Regions from separate parts of the Mus musculus genome. Here regions 1 and 2 are each linked to region 3. A link is a contact called in public promoter capture Hi-C data. All regions are on one chromosome and are shown on one strand. Each heading gives the region's core, a stretch centred on a gene start, on an enhancer-like site or on the middle of the called end of the contact. The rest is flanking DNA. Distances are from core to core; before and after follow the strand shown.

Evidence for each region. Promoter capture Hi-C pulls out the DNA fragments that hold promoters and counts their contacts. Capture Hi-C pulls out chosen DNA fragments and counts their contacts.
Region 1: a contact with region 3 is called in a promoter capture Hi-C map of liver. The contact joins the promoter of Lyrm7 here to the promoter of 9530068E07Rik in region 3. A contact is called at or near these places in 2 of 39 promoter capture datasets (both in liver) and 1 of 9 other capture datasets (liver).
Region 2: a contact with region 3 is called in a promoter capture Hi-C map of cranial neural crest. The contact joins the promoter of Cdc42se2 here to the promoter of 9530068E07Rik in region 3. A contact is called at or near these places in 1 of 39 promoter capture datasets (cranial neural crest) and 1 of 115 datasets of contacts at active chromatin or transcription factors (astrocytes).

The regions. Positions count from the first base shown.
Region 1 is chr11:54,859,092-54,861,929 of GRCm38.p6, forward strand. Lyrm7 (LYR motif containing 7) reads right to left here and starts at 1,506. Exons shown (of 5, transcript NM_029327.5): 1 at 1,461-1,506. The coding sequence starts at 1,478. It overlaps Gm31490 (a long non-coding RNA gene), which reads left to right and starts at 723. Exons shown (of 3, transcript XR_879859.2): 1 at 723-949; 2 at 2,825-2,838.
Region 2 is chr11:54,786,136-54,788,966 of GRCm38.p6, forward strand. It overlaps Cdc42se2 (CDC42 small effector 2), which reads right to left and starts at 1,568. Exons shown (of 6, transcript NM_178626.3): 1 at 1,425-1,568.
Region 3 is chr11:52,394,949-52,397,695 of GRCm38.p6, forward strand. 9530068E07Rik (RIKEN cDNA 9530068E07 gene) reads left to right here and starts at 1,480. Exons shown (of 3, transcript NM_153117.2): 1 at 1,480-1,655. The coding sequence starts at 1,520.

The sequences.
Region 1 (2,838 bases), core at 256-2,755, 2.5 Mb after region 3:
AGGCAGGCAGAAGCACACTAGCACACGCGCGCGCACACGCACACGCGCGCGCACACACACACACACACACACACACACACGAGACTAGGTGTCTAGATGTCCCTGCATCTTAGAAAGTGGAGAAGGGAGGATCACTTGATCCCAAAGTTTAAGACCATAGGAAGTCTGCAGTGTGGAACACTAAAGGATAGTAATCGGAGTAATTTTATATAGTACTTCCTGGGGAGTGGGGGTGTCCATTAATATAAAAACAGCACCACTAGCTTAAGACCATTATCCTAATAAAAAGAAAATGGGGGCTGGAGAGATGGCTCTGAGGTTAAAGCACTGGCTGCTCTCACAAAGGAACCAGGCTCTTCCCATCAGCCATACTGCAGCTGACAACCTCCTGTAACTTCGGTTCCAAGGAATCTGACACCCTCTTCTGGCCTCTGTGAGTACCAGACATGCACATGGTGCACAGACATACATGCCTTGCAAATAAAATAGTTGAAAAAGTTATTTTAAAAGAAAATGTGATCTTCATTACCACAAATCTACTAGAACCGGCATTACATTGTAGCTAATCATATCTTTTTACTTATTATTTATGCACTGTTGGGCATGGAAGCCAATGCCTTGAAAATGCTAAGGGCTCCAACTTAAAAGTTAAATACAACCTCAGCCCTACTAAGAAACTTCTTTTCAAACGCAAAAAGTAGCTGGGCGTAGTGGCTCGGGAGTCAGATTCCCAGCACTTAGCATGAAGATTGCTGAGAATTGGCCGCCGGTGTGAGCTACAAGTCTGAGGCCAGCCCCTCCTAATTCTTAATCAAACTTCAGGTGTCTGCCTATAAGTCCCCGTGATTCTTAAATTTCGAGACAAGATCTATGTTGCCTGGGCTTGCCATCAACAAGTAGGCTCAGCAATGCTGCCTCTCGCCCACTAGAGATTTCTGTATTCCTCTAGGTAAGTTAAATCCTATTTATAGGTTCACAAAACATGCTGTTTATTAATTTGAAGCACTTCTTACGATTTTATTAGTTGTTTATAGTCTTCCTACTATGGAACTTCTTTATTAAGGCATAGGTGGTCGGTTTATGGTCATCAGTCTCCTCTATTCACTACCTTTCATGGATCAGCCATCCTCCTCATTCATTGTCTCGTGTGGCTGTCACCCTCCTCCGCTCCGCGCCCCTCGAGATCCACTCCCTCCTCACTCACTGTCCCCCCCTTCTCCACTGCAGCCCCTCCAGGTTGTCTCCCTCATCATTCACTCTTCCACATGGCTATCAACCTCCTCCATTCACGGTCCATAGGGTCGTCTCTCCTCACTGCCCTCAAAATTGTCACCCTCTACCACTCATTGCCCCTGAAGGTTGTCACCCTCTTACACTCTCAGCCCCCCTCGGGGTCGCCTCCCTCCCTTGCCGGGGTCTTGAGCCTCAGCATCCCTGCACCCTCCTCCCGGCCCTGTCACCTTGGCGGGCTGACCCATGGCTCCCCACGCCGCTGACTCCGCCTCTGAGGGCGCCCCCTCTTGGCAACCAATCAGGGCCGGGGCACAGCTGGCGACGCTCCGCATAGCAACCAATCAGAATGCAACATGTCCTTCCTAGCCCGCCTTCCCCGCAGGAGGAAGTTCAGGCGTTTGCTAAGCAGAGCTAAGTATAAAAACGCGAGAAGCCGCGGTGCCAAATTACGGACAGGAGGACGGAAGTAGCTGAGAAGCCATGTTTGTTAGGGGCAGACTTCACTCCGCCGCGCCTAGCGTGCCGCTCGCGCACACTGTTTGTTACTGGGTGGCCTCGGAACCTGCTCGTTTTTTATCTCTTGTTTAAGGGCGTGGGCGTCTCTTAAGTGTCTATATTATAAGGTTTCCGGGCTGTGACTGTCTCCTTGGGAACGTAAGCAAACAAAAGCTAAGTCCTAACAACCACAGCCCATACATATCAGAACGCTGACTCCAGAACGTTCTGTTTGTACATTCTCTTAATTATTCCCCCCAAAGGTGCGGTTGAGTTGCCTGCTCAAGTTCACACCCTTGATCCCAGAGCCTCCTCACCTTCTGCATTATTGCCCTACTTATCTTGCCCCGTTCTTTGGTTTTGCTGAGGTAGGAAATAATTTATTAGAAGCTTCATAGTAATAACCATAAAACATTTATATACATTTTAACTTAGTACTTGCAGGCATGGATAAAAATTTCCACCTTGCTCCTGTTCCGCAATCATTTGCGTTCAACATTCCTGTAACATTTTAGGCTACTTTTAGGTAAAACTGACTGTTTATTAAGAATCAAAGATTCTTAATCTTTGATTAAGCTGAGTGTGGTGGGATATACTTGAAAACCCAGTATTTGGAAGGTAAAGTCAGGAGCATCAAGAATTCAAGGACAGCCCTGGTCTAGACTATATGAGACTCTGTGTCAATCAAAAAACAAAAAGGAAAAAAAAATTCTGCTTTTGAGACAGGGTGTCACAGTAACCCTGTCTGGTGTGGAACTTGTTATATAGATCAGGCTGGCCTCAAACTTTGAGATCTGCTGCCTCTGGAGTGCTGGAATAAAAGTTGTCACCACCAAACCTGTACTCGTCCTCAGGAATGCTTTCTACCTTGTTCAAAACCTAGAATTGGCCCAGAACTCACTGGTTAGGCTAGACTGGCTGTCCTGGTCTCAGAGATCTTCCCATCTCTACCTCCCCAAGGCTGGGATTACAAATGTGAAATACCATGCCTAGGGAGTCTTATATAAGAACACAAAGATAATTGTCAACTTTTAAAAATTGTTATTGATGGCTGGAGAGCTGGCCCAAAGCCTAAGAACACTGCTGTTCTTTCCAGAGGACCTGAGATTA
Region 2 (2,831 bases), core at 318-2,817, 2.4 Mb after region 3:
AGCCCTAGGGGTCTGGGGAGGTCCTTACTTGCTACATCGATACTACATAATGAACTTCATGCTCAAGCTTAAGAGAGAAACATTTCCAGGTTTTGTTCCCTTCCACAAACAGAATTCAAAAATCTCTCTGTGCTTAATATGTGTCTAATGAGTATGCTGGGTAAACTGTGATGTTTAACCACCAAGGCGACATTAGATCCCCTCCCCTAAAGTTCAGAGCTCTCTCTCCCTGGCTCATAGAGATCCAAGACTGACCATGCCACAGTCCCTCCAAAGCCCACACACATCTTTACTCCTACTACATAGAAAGCTAGACCTCAAAATGCACCCCAAACATCTTTCTCAATTATTTTCAAAGAAAAGGAGAAATCAGGCCTGCTGAGAAACAGAAATCTGTAAGCCAACTTCTCTCAAAAATTTCACATCTCAAAGGTACTATCTGCTATGCTGGCTGGCAATAATGACCAACTAATTATTAATAGTTTACATGGGGATGGGGGACAGAAACTTGCTAGGCATTCTTTCCAATAGTCCTTTATCTGAGTCAAGAAGCTATGTGCCTCATCTTACTAGTAGGAACAGTTCTGTGTGGTGTTTTAAGATTCATTCATTATATCAATATTTTACTAAGCAAGGGTCCTTTAAGAGCATTTAATTTTCTTTCTTTCTTTCTTCCCCCCCCCCCCTCTTTTTGTGGCGGGTGGGAGTACTGGGGAACTGAACTACTCTGGGCCGCCTCCTACATGCAAGGCAAGTTCCCTACCACTGAGCTGTACTCCCAGGCCCAGAACGTCTCAGTGCTGCGCTCTGCACATCACTACCAAACTCCTCCAGGAAAGCTCGGCAGTAGCAATCACTGCCGCTAAAACGGAATTCCCAGGGTTGCCTGAAATCAGCCGGCACCGGGCTGCTCCTCAGCTCGAAATGCGGACGTCAGCGAGCCGCTACCTACCACACCCGTTAGTAATGCTCACCACCGTGGCCGCGAGCTCCCGGTGCAACAACCTGTAAGAGTCGCCGCAGCGACTGCGAGGCAGTGGCCCGGCTTCCTCTCTCGGGGTCCCAGGCAGGCCGGGCGGGAGTCGGGGTTCGGGAGCCCAGCCGCTCCGCGCCGGTCCAGACTGGCGGGGCTGCGGACTGGGGGAGGGGTCCGTAGCGCCTCCCCCATCGGGAAGGTGCAGGCTACGGTGAAAGCTGGCCTCACGGAGAATGAAGAGAACCATACGCCGGTCCTCGCGTGAGGACCTCGCCCAGACTGGAAAATGGAGCCGCCGCAGCCTCAGTCAGTCCGCAGCCCCAGTCTGCTGCCCCAGTCCGCAGCGCGGAGAGGCCCGGGCCGCGCTCGCCCTCAACCTTCCGAGTGGCGACCCTACACTTGGCGCCTCGGGCGGCGGGGCCAACGTGGGGCCCTCTCCCTCACTCACCGTCGCCTTTGTCTCCGCCGCCTGCTCCAGCCGCGCGGCTCCGAGCGCCGGCTCCGAAGCTTCCAGGATCTCCACACACCAAGCAGCTGCGCTCCCCGCTTCGGGCTCCGCCCTCCCGCCTAGGCTCTGGCGCGCAGAGGCGGAGCCACAAGCGGTGTGTGCGGCTGCGCGGCTACGCCCCCACTACAAGGACACGCCCTGTCCCCCCCCAGTAGGCGGGCTGGTAGCTGTGAGGCCCCGCCCAGTGAGGGAGTGGCGAGACCTAGGGGATGCTAGGCGCGCAAAGAGTGACCGCTGGGTGGGCTACGGGGAAGATGGATGCCGCTGCCTCGCGCCACAGCACCTTCCTGTCCGGATCCAGCCGTAGACGTGCCCGGGCGAGCAAGGCGCTGCTAGGCAGAGCTGGCCAGCACCAGATGTCTCTCACGCTCAGATCACGTTACTTTCAAGGAATCAGAATCACTGACTCATTGGAGAGTCAAGAATATCTACCTGGCATTTGAAAAGTTCGTCTCTGTGACTTCTTGTGGGATCGTTTTTTTTTTTGGTTTTTTTTTTTTTTTTTTTTTTTTGGTTTTGCTTTGACGTTGTTTGAGGGAGGGCCTTTTTGTAGCCCCAGAGTGGCCTCAAACTCACTATATAGGTAAGGATGGCCTGGATCTTGTGATCCTCCTGCCTCCGTCTCCCAAGCGCTGGGATTACTAGTGTATGTCACAAGCTTAAGGACTTTTGGAGTAGAACCCTGGCTGACCTGGAACTCACAGCAGTCCTCCTGCCTCAGCCACCACATTTTATGACTACATTAACTTTACACTTTAGGCACCCAGAAGCAAGAAACAAATGGACGCCTTCCCACTGAAATCTAGCCACACATACTCAGACAGGGAGCTGCATGACCATCACTATTGATAGGAAATTTCTAGCTTGTTCAGTGACAAAACTGGAGTACTCCTTGGTTCCTCTTATTCTCAATTTCACATCCATTCTGTCCATAAGGGTAATTGGCGTGGTTCTACATTCAAACAAAAAGAAAATCAGACTGTTCATCTACATTGTTTCTGTCATCCGTGGTCCCAGTCACACTTCAGTGGCTTTCTTAAATGACCTCCCTGACCACCATCAACAAACTGTGTTGTCAAAACAAGAGGGAGAATATCCTCCCGCAAGGAGAGTCAGCTCATGTCTCATCCGATCAAAATCCACCAGTGTTCCCGTTACTGTAGAAGATAACATCTTTACAATGGCTGACAAAGCCTCTGAGATTTTTTTTTTTCCCTATAGGTCTCAGAATTCATCTCCAGTCTCACTGGTGCTTGCAATGTCCAGTCTATACTCAGGGACTAGGACATTCTCTAATGTCTGCCTTCTCCCCTCAACTCCACTCAGATCTTCTTTAACAATGATGCG
Region 3 (2,747 bases), core at 230-2,729:
ACTGGGTAGAAAGGGATTTTGAATGCCGGTGCCTGGCAAACACAGAAGTGGATGCTCACAGTCAGCTATTGGATGGAACACAGGGCCCCCAAAGGAAGAGCTAGAGAAAGTACCCAAGGAGCTAAAGGGGTCTGCAACCCTATAGGTAGAACAACAATATGAACTAACCAGTACCCCCGGAGCTTGTGTCTCTAGCTGCATATGTAGCATAAGATGGCCTAGTCGGCTCGGCCATCATTGGGAAGAGAGGCCCCTTGGTCTTGCAAACTTTATATGCCTCAGTACAGGGGAACGCCAGGGCCAAGAAGTGGGAGTGGGTGGGTAGGGGAGTGGGGGGGGATATGGGGGACTTTTGGGATAGCATTTGAAATGTAAATGAAGAAAATACCTAATTAAAAAATAAAATTAAAAAAAAAAGGAATTTTGAGGCCAGCCTGGGCCACTTGAGATCTTGTTTCAAAACCAAAACCAAAAGGGTGCTGGAGAAATTATTCAACAGTTTAGAGCAATTGTGCTTGTAGAGGACCAGGGTGTGGTTCCCAGGAGCCACATGGGGTGGCTCATAATCACAGCAACCTCCAGCTCCAGGGGAGTAGACGCCCTCTTCTGGCACTGGAGGGCATTTGAACTTACACACAATTTTACTCTTTCTTTATTGTTTCTTTAATGCTTATTTTATCATTATTATTTTTTGAGACAGGGTTTCTCTGTGTAGCCCTGGCTGTTCTATAATCGCTTTGTAGACCAGGCTGGACTCGAATTCACTTAGATTTACCTGCTTCTGCGTCCTGAGTGCTGAAACTAAAGATATGCACTATCACACCTGGCTAGTTTTAATTCAGAAATGATTGCTTGCATATATGTTTGTGTACCCCATATGCCTAATGCCTGTGGAGATCAAAAGAGGTCTTATAGTCAGATCCCCTGGAACTGGAGTTAGAGGTGGCTGTGAGCTGTTTAATCTGAGTGCTGGGAACCAAACCCAGTCCTTTGCAAGAGTAGCAAATGCTCTCAACAGCTGAACATTCTCTCCAGCTCCATATATATATATATAATCTTTCTTAAGTGTATTAAACTTGTGTGTAGTTGTTTTACTTATGAGTTTCTGCATCAGTTATACGTCTAGTGTTTGAGGATGCCTAAAGAGGGCACCGTATACCCTGGGACAGATGGGTGTGAGTCCTCACATACAGGGGTGCTTGGAATCGAACCCAGGAGCTCTGGGGGAATCAGCCAGTGCTCTTAAGCGATGACCCCTGAAATACATCTCAAAGATGACAACGATAAACCACAGAGCAAAACAAAAAACCACCAGTTGAAAATAAATCCGTCCCATTCGCCTTTTTTTTTTTTTTTTTTTTTAAGCACCCTTTTCTACACTCCCACGCTAACCTTTCGGGTTCAGAGATGCAACGTCATCACGCCGGGACGTAGCTGCTTCGGGAGTGCGCTTCGGACGCGTATCTGACGTCACCTCGCAGAACCTAGCAACAGCGCAGGCTCGGGGGCCGAGTCCGTTATGGCCGCCTCCGCCCTGGGCAGAATGTGCGGGGCTGCACGAGAGAAGCTGTCTCCCGGGCCGGGCGCCCGGGGCCTCGGGGCTCTGGCGCGATCTCTGGTGCTGGCGTTGCTGCTCGTGCCCGTCCTGTGCTCTGGTAATGAACGCAGGGAGACGGCGAGGGACCGGGTCGGGCCCGACGGGGACGGAGCGCCGCCGACTCACGGTGGTTCCCACCGGCCGAGTTCCCGCGCCCAGGGCTGGGCCCGAGTTGGGAAGCGCTCCCAGTGCGGTCTCCCCAGGCCTGAGAAGTGGGGTTGTGAGATTCAGAGACCCGAGTAGGTGGGCGGGGACGGGAAGTCCCCGTGTCGTGGACGGAGTCTCTGAGAATACACTCCCTGGAGGAAGGGCGCTCGGTGTGGAGGGGGGAGGTCCCCAAAATGGGGAGTACAGAGATCTCGCAGACTGGATAGGAAACAGGCCGAAGAGATAGTCGGAGTTGGGGAGAGTGATGTTAAGAGAGATGCTTGAGGTTAGAGGGACAAGCAAGGCTAGGCAAGTTTTTGTTTTGTTTTCCCCTTCGAAATGGTGAGGTCAGAGATAAAGATAGGGACAGCGACCCAGTGTTGGGACTGAATTGATTGACTGTTCCAGAGTGGAAGAGGGGAGGAGCTGTTTGTGGATTCCATCTCTGAGGTCTGAGAAGTTCTGGGGCTTTTGGTGTAGAGGCAGAGTCCGGGGACGCTGACCGGCTGAGGGCCTTGGAGGAGGAGTAGAGTTTAGAAACAAAGGGAGAGAGCGTGTCTGCGGCAGATGCCCTTCCTTGAGCTGAGGTTTTACCGAACGCCCTCTCGCCTCATTTGAGAAAAACTTTCTTTTCTTGCAGATGCTATAGCATAAATCAGGATATTAAAGCCGTTCTTGAAAGTGAAATCTGTAAACCGAGGCAGAGATTTAGCAGGAGAAACTGAGCATTGTTGAGTAGTCATATTTTTCTTTCTGTCCAGCGTGCAATCATTTTCTCCCCAAGTCTTTATTGATTTTTTTTTTCAGATGAAAACTTAATGTGAACTGGGGCTGACTTCCTTCTTTGCCCAGGGAGACTCTCCAGCCAATCACCCGTCCCTTTATTACAGTGCTGGGTTGCATACATAGTTTCCTTCCTCAGCAGCACTGAAAGCAGGCAGCTGACTGCCCTAACTGGAGGGTTTTGGAGTCTGTGGGAGGAAAGACTAGGTTTTCCAAGGCT